Regions from separate parts of the Mus musculus genome. Here region 2 is linked to region 1. A link is a contact called in public HiChIP or PLAC-seq data. All regions are on one chromosome and are shown on one strand. Each heading gives the region's core, a stretch centred on a gene start, on an enhancer-like site or on the middle of the called end of the contact. The rest is flanking DNA. Distances are from core to core; before and after follow the strand shown.

Region 1 (2,837 bases), core at 39-2,538:
CACACGTGCTCATTATAGATTCCTGAGATAGCTTCTCCTCACTAAAATTTTATGTTTTTCCCATTTACCAGCTATCACCAATATACACCCCCAATCTCCAAGTTCCCCAAATCGGGACAACCTTAGAAAAGAAGCCTAATAAACAATACGGGCTTAAAGTCACAACCTTACCACAAATTTTGCTCAACCAAAGCAACCCAATGTGACCTAAAAGTGAGTTCAGAAAAATGCATATTCTTTCTCTCACCAAGGAACTGCAAATGAGTTAACTTATCATACTCTCTGAACCAGAAGGGTATGATTCCTTCACATTCCCCCCTCCTCAGCCTCTACTGCACTTCCATGAAGTGGACACAGAGGAGGGGGCCACCTCTCCTGGCTTGCAAGGAGCCCTCCACCAGGTGAGAAGAGTGGACATGTTGAGGGCACAGAGACACTGAGTGTTCTAGCAGTAGTTTAGGGTCAGCATTGGTATGACCTACGGGAGCAAGACATCTGACTACAGATGATGTAAGCAATCTCATGCCAGCCCTAGATAAGACACCCAGGACCAGATCACAGCATGCGGCAGACTTCAAAGGATTGCTCCTAAGGGTGATAACCTTGGACATGACAAGGGACACTCGTGGGATCTTTTGCTCAGACTGTGGTATCTCGGGTCTCTGCTCTAGAGACCACTGTTATTAGAACAAGAAACACATCGCCTCACCAATAGAGCCTCCACGCAGAGACCCAAGGACCAAGAAAAACAAAGCATGACTCTAGGCAAAGAGACATTTTGTGTACATTATTTTCCCACACAACAGTCCACAGCCCTCTCAAGGTTGTCCTAAAACACCTTGTTCTTCAGTTACTGCATAGCCCCTAAAAACAAAACCTACACAAGTAGATCTTGGATCCTGGCATCCTCTTTTGAAGATGAGAGAGGAGGGCCAGGCAAAAGCCCAAGAATTCAAACTCGCAGCACTAGCTAACCTTTGCCTCCATGGGACACAGCTCTCTAATACCTGAGACTAGAGGAAGATGCTCCCACTCCTGTGGATCCCCAGAAAGAGAAAGAACAAAAAAAAAAAAAAAAAACAGGAAGGCTGGCTCCGAGCCAAGCAGACTCAGACTGGCTCCAGTTTTTCCCAGCTGTGGACTCAACTTCTTGGAGTGAGACTGGATGATTGCTATGCGAAGAACAGGTTTGACTCCCACACCCTGTCTCCGCTCTCCATGCCCCTCCTCGATCCCTTTCAGTGGAGTGAGGAAGAAGGAGAGAATTACACTGGCTCCTCAGCCTTTCCCAGCTACAGTCAGCCCTCCTACAAAGGATGAGTCAGCACCAGCCATGGAGACAGAAACCAACCGCTGAGAGCCCGGCTGGGTTTTGAGACAAGCACCACTGACTGACTAGACATGGTCAGCCAACTTCCAAGTGAATTTTAGGGACCTGAATCTCCGTTCTGCCTCAGTAAGAAGCAGACAGTTGGGGACCTTCTCCTTATGTGAGCCTCCTGCCTTGCTCATGAGAATGGAGGCTCCTGGGCCTTCTCAGCTTCTCTCTAGGCCTTTCTAGGCCATTCTCTCAGAACCCCAGGAAGTCCAAGCATACAAAATACTGTTCTTTCCCTCCTCAACAATATCCATGCCATCTGAATCTAGGCTACAGGTGTTGATTTTTTTTTTTTTTTTTACTTATAAACACCTGCAAAATAAATTACTTATCACTCTCTTGTGGCCGTGTTTCTTAGGCTTCAACATGCACACTATAATCTGGAGGTCTTGTTAAAATGAGAATTACTGTTCAGTAAGTCAGGGGTGGAGCCTGGGACTCTGCACTTCTGACAAACTCCTCAGTGATGTTAATGTTGCCAGGACATGGACCACAGTTTGAGCACTGAGGATCTAGAAAAAGAGAGCACTGAACTGGGGACTCTTCTTGGCTGAGAAGGAAATAAGATAAATAAGAACAGCCTGACAAGCAATCCAGCTGAATATGTGTGTATGCGGGGAGACAACAAGGTCATCACATAGCAGTTGGGGCATTTGAGGATGCCGATAAGAGGGTCTCTTAAAGCAGGACAAATTAGGAATGGGATATGAAAATGAGGACCAACCGAACCAAGAGGAAAGTGGGGTGGACCATACCTAAGGATCAGATGGGAAAAGATGACTTACATGAGGGCCAGGCCCCAGAACTGCCTCTCAGAGAGGAACTCCAAACCAAGAAGTGACAGGAGCCCATCAGAACAAGTCTACAGAGGCCAAGTGGAGAGGATTCTCAGGATTTATCAGAACTACATAATGTGGTCAGATGATGCTAAGGAGCTGAGTGAGTTAGAGGAAGGGTGCCAAGGACGGCAGCAAGGGGGAGCCAGGAGGTAGTGTAGTAAGTACGGACTTTGATCTTGGGAAGATGAGACCATTCAAGAGACCGCTGTGAGTGTGCTTGATGCACTTCTAAACACTGGTTAAGATGGCACGTTTCACACTGTGTCTGTCTTACCACAAAAATGCTACAGCGAAGGCAGGAGCCCTAGGAAGACGGCACCACCATATAAAAGGATGAAAATCCAAGCCCATTTTAATGCTGAGGACATGGTTTTTAAAGATGATCCTCCTGAGGCAAAAACAAACCCCGGAGCCTCCTCTTAATCCCTGCTGATGCTGCTCAGCCTCTTAAGGATGGGGGGACATTACAAATGGGTTTCTGTTGTGCCTCTGAGCTCCACCAGTTCATACTGAGTCATTAGCCCAGCTCTGCAAGTATCAGGCATGAGTCTCCTCGCTCAACAGCCTGTACATGAAAGAACTGGCCACCGACAGAGAAAGCCAAGCTCTTAAAACGCCAG
Region 2 (2,859 bases), core at 58-2,557, 160 kb before region 1:
GTTTCTAGTAAACATTTTTCCAACTAGGAATATGCACTGAAGAGACATTATTCATCTCTAAGCCTTCTCTGGTCCCTGGCCTAAGGATCGCCATTTTAAGCTTTTTGTGAGCTTTGACCTGAGCTGGGGACATTAGCCCCCCAGGACATCCTCACTGAAAAAGCAAACCAAAGCCATCACGCGCCTAGGAATGGCCACCGATCCGGTGCAGCACAGGGTGCCCGTAGGCTTCCTGTAGTGCGCCCCTCCTCCGCCTATGCAACCAAGGGCCGGGCTGGCCTGGCACTTCCATGTCTCGGTTTACCTTCCACTGCTAAATGACACGCTACCAGCCTGGAGCTCAGCAAACAGGAGCCTCAAGCCCGGGTCAATTCAGAACCTTTGAGTTCCTTAGGCCTCTGCTCAATTCTCCCTTATCTTCCTGCCCCAAATCCTGACCACGAAGACTCGCACCCCCAACGTTCCAGCCCGCCCCGCGGCCCAGACGGCCTTACCTTTAGCTTCGTTATCCGAGGTGTCTGGACTGGAGTCTGCGGTCTTGGCCCGTTCCTTCTCGCTCTCCGAGGGGCTGGCTTTTGGGCCCGCCAGGCTTTGCTCTGTCTTGATCTCATTGGGACTGGGGGTCTGGCTGTCGGACTTGGGGGTCTCAGGAAAACTCACTTTGCCCCCAAGCTGAGGCGATTCCAGATGTTCGGTGCGCGGGTTGAGACTGGCCCGCTGCTCAAAGGGGGCTTCGAACTCGTTGGCCCCAGCACAGTGGGGCGTTTTGTCCAGCGCGGAGTAGCTCGGGCTGGCTCGGTAGTAGCTGGGTACAGGTACCTCGTGCTCCCCAAGGCAAGACTCCGGCAGGGGGTGGGAGTAGAGAGCTGCCTCAGGGCCACTTTTCGCCCGCTTCTCTGCACTGTACATGCAGCAGACATTCTCCTCCTTGACACTAGGTGGGTAGGAACAGGAGGACAGAGGCCTGCCAACAGGTTGTTCCAGGCGGTAGGCGGCTTTGGGGTCGCCCCAGGAGTCCAGCTGCGAGAGGTAGGACGGGTAGGTGTTGAGGGCTAGGTTTGGGCTGCCTCCCTCGTCCCTCTTGGAGAGAGAGGGCGCGAGCCCGCAGCCCCTCATCACCCCGCAGTTGAAGTCACTCCCAGATTGCATATACATTCCTGCGTTACGGTTATAGCGCTCTCCTCCTCCCGGCGCAGCCAAGGGCTCCGCGTACGAGTTCGGAGTTACATTGCGAGGGCATGTCATTTTCAGAGAGAGGGGTTTTTAAGGAGCAATACTACAGCGGAGGAGCTGACATCTTTTTTCCCCCATCCGGGAAGGGGGGGGGAGCGGTTGGAGGGGCGGGAGGAAAAAGAAGGGGAGGGGGGAAATATCAGCTCCATAATTATCCGCGCATTCGGTCCTCACCATGTGACGGCTAGACCAATGGGATTTGAAAATGGCCTTGATGATTCAGACGGTCGTGACGTCAGCGGGGTCAAGTTGTCGGCAGGCGGAGCGCTCAGCGTGGAGTAACAGCGCCACCTAGCAGCTGCCTCGGGGTAGGGGCACCGGAGCCCTTCCTGGCGAACAAAGGAAGCGCCCCCCGGGCTGCAAGGGCGGTGGGGTAGTGGTGGGGTAGGTGGAGGGACATGGGACTGTTCTGTGAAGAGTGGGACTTGTTTACTAGAGAATCAGCCTGTAGCTCCTGAGGAGAGGGGGGTGGAGAGGGGGGAAATGCGGGACAGAGTAAGGCAACCGGGGCTCAAAACAGTCAAATTCAAAGTAAAAGGTCAAGACAAGATTCAGGTACTCTTTTCCCTCTCTTCACCTTACACTTTCTTCACCCCTGTTCTCCTGTTTCTTCTCTTGGGTTGGTAGCCGGGTAGTGTTTTGGGGGAGATGGGAAGAATCTCCAGTGGGCTTAGGGTAGAAGAGAAAGTTCAAGAATCAAAAGCAAGCTGAAGTTTCTGTTCTCCTGCCTCCTGGTCCGGCTTGGCCCTTGGGTCTGAGCTCTCCCTACCGTAGGTCTTGGAGGTTAGTTGAGTTGCAAGTTCCTTTTTCGGTACTAACTGGGAGTCTCCAGTGTCTGGAGTGGGCCCGGGCCCGGGTCACAACCACTCAAGGGATTCTGGGCAAAGGAGGATCTTAGTGGGCCTAAGGATCAGTGCAGGAGGGAGTTGGAGATTAAAGGTATCTTTCTCCAACCCTGGAGTTGCGGTCTGGGCCTTACTGGATAAGCCTCTCTCTCGGCTTTGCCCTTAGAGCCTTAGAGAGGGTTCCATAGGCTGCTTTGCTCCATGGCCCGGCGGCCCTCTTTTCCTGTTTGACCTTGTCCCTACTTTTTAAAAAAAGGAATATTTCCGGAGAGAAAGCTCGAACCTCCAGGCCTTGCTTGGGTTGGAGGCATGTGTATCCACATGGGAAAGGCTCAGAAGAAACAATTAAACTCCATCCGAGAAGGGTCCTTTTTAAGCGATTGGGCTGGGAGTATTTTTTTAAAGAAGAGGAGCGGTCTATTTTTTTGCGTGCTTGCTAAAGGGGAATCGTACGGGAGGCCGGGAGGTTAGGAGGGATGTGTGTTTGAAATAGTTCTCCATCACTTTTCTTCCAAAGCGAACTAAACTCTCCACCCCTTCCTCAGGAAACGGAATCCGGAGAATAACTTGTCTTTCCGGTAGCTCCGCATTTTTCCCTGGGCAGAGGCTGTGGGCTTTCCATTTTCCCCCGAAAGACCAGAGCCTGGCTGGGAAAGGACTCCAGGGCCGAGCTCCCTGGAGTGGATGAGTGAAGAAGCTGAACCGATTCCTGGAGGCCCTAGCCAGCTAGGATGGAAGATAACTAAGGAAAGAATTGCCCTGATTTCCCCCAACCAGGGGC

What was found. HiChIP or PLAC-seq counts read pairs in DNA pulled down with a chosen protein or histone mark.
Region 2: a contact with region 1 is called in an H3K27ac HiChIP or PLAC-seq map of the NIH/3T3 cell line, with 5 times the contacts expected there. The contact joins the promoter of Hoxc10 here to the enhancer-like site in region 1. A contact is called at or near these places in 4 of 39 promoter capture datasets (the HPC-7 cell line, cranial neural crest, embryonic stem cells and 1 more), 1 of 484 Hi-C or Micro-C datasets (mammary gland), 6 of 115 datasets of contacts at active chromatin or transcription factors (the NIH/3T3 cell line, embryonic stem cells, forebrain and 1 more) and 2 of 9 other capture datasets (adipose tissue and macrophages).

The regions. Positions count from the first base shown.
Region 1 is chr15:102,800,887-102,803,723 of GRCm38.p6, reverse strand. All of the region lies in intron 6 of Gm36560 (a long non-coding RNA gene), which reads right to left. Among named protein-coding and RNA genes, the nearest start is that of Gm36560, 48 kb to the right of the region's middle. Within about 2 kb of position 1,288, at least 59 of the 459 cell types and tissues checked have an H3K27ac peak or open chromatin away from gene starts, as enhancers often do. A contact at or near this core is called in the NIH/3T3 cell line, where this site is marked.
Region 2 is chr15:102,965,244-102,968,102 of GRCm38.p6, reverse strand. Hoxc10 (homeobox C10) reads right to left here and starts at 1,307. Exons shown (of 2, transcript NM_010462.5): 1 at 495-1,307. The coding sequence starts at 1,245.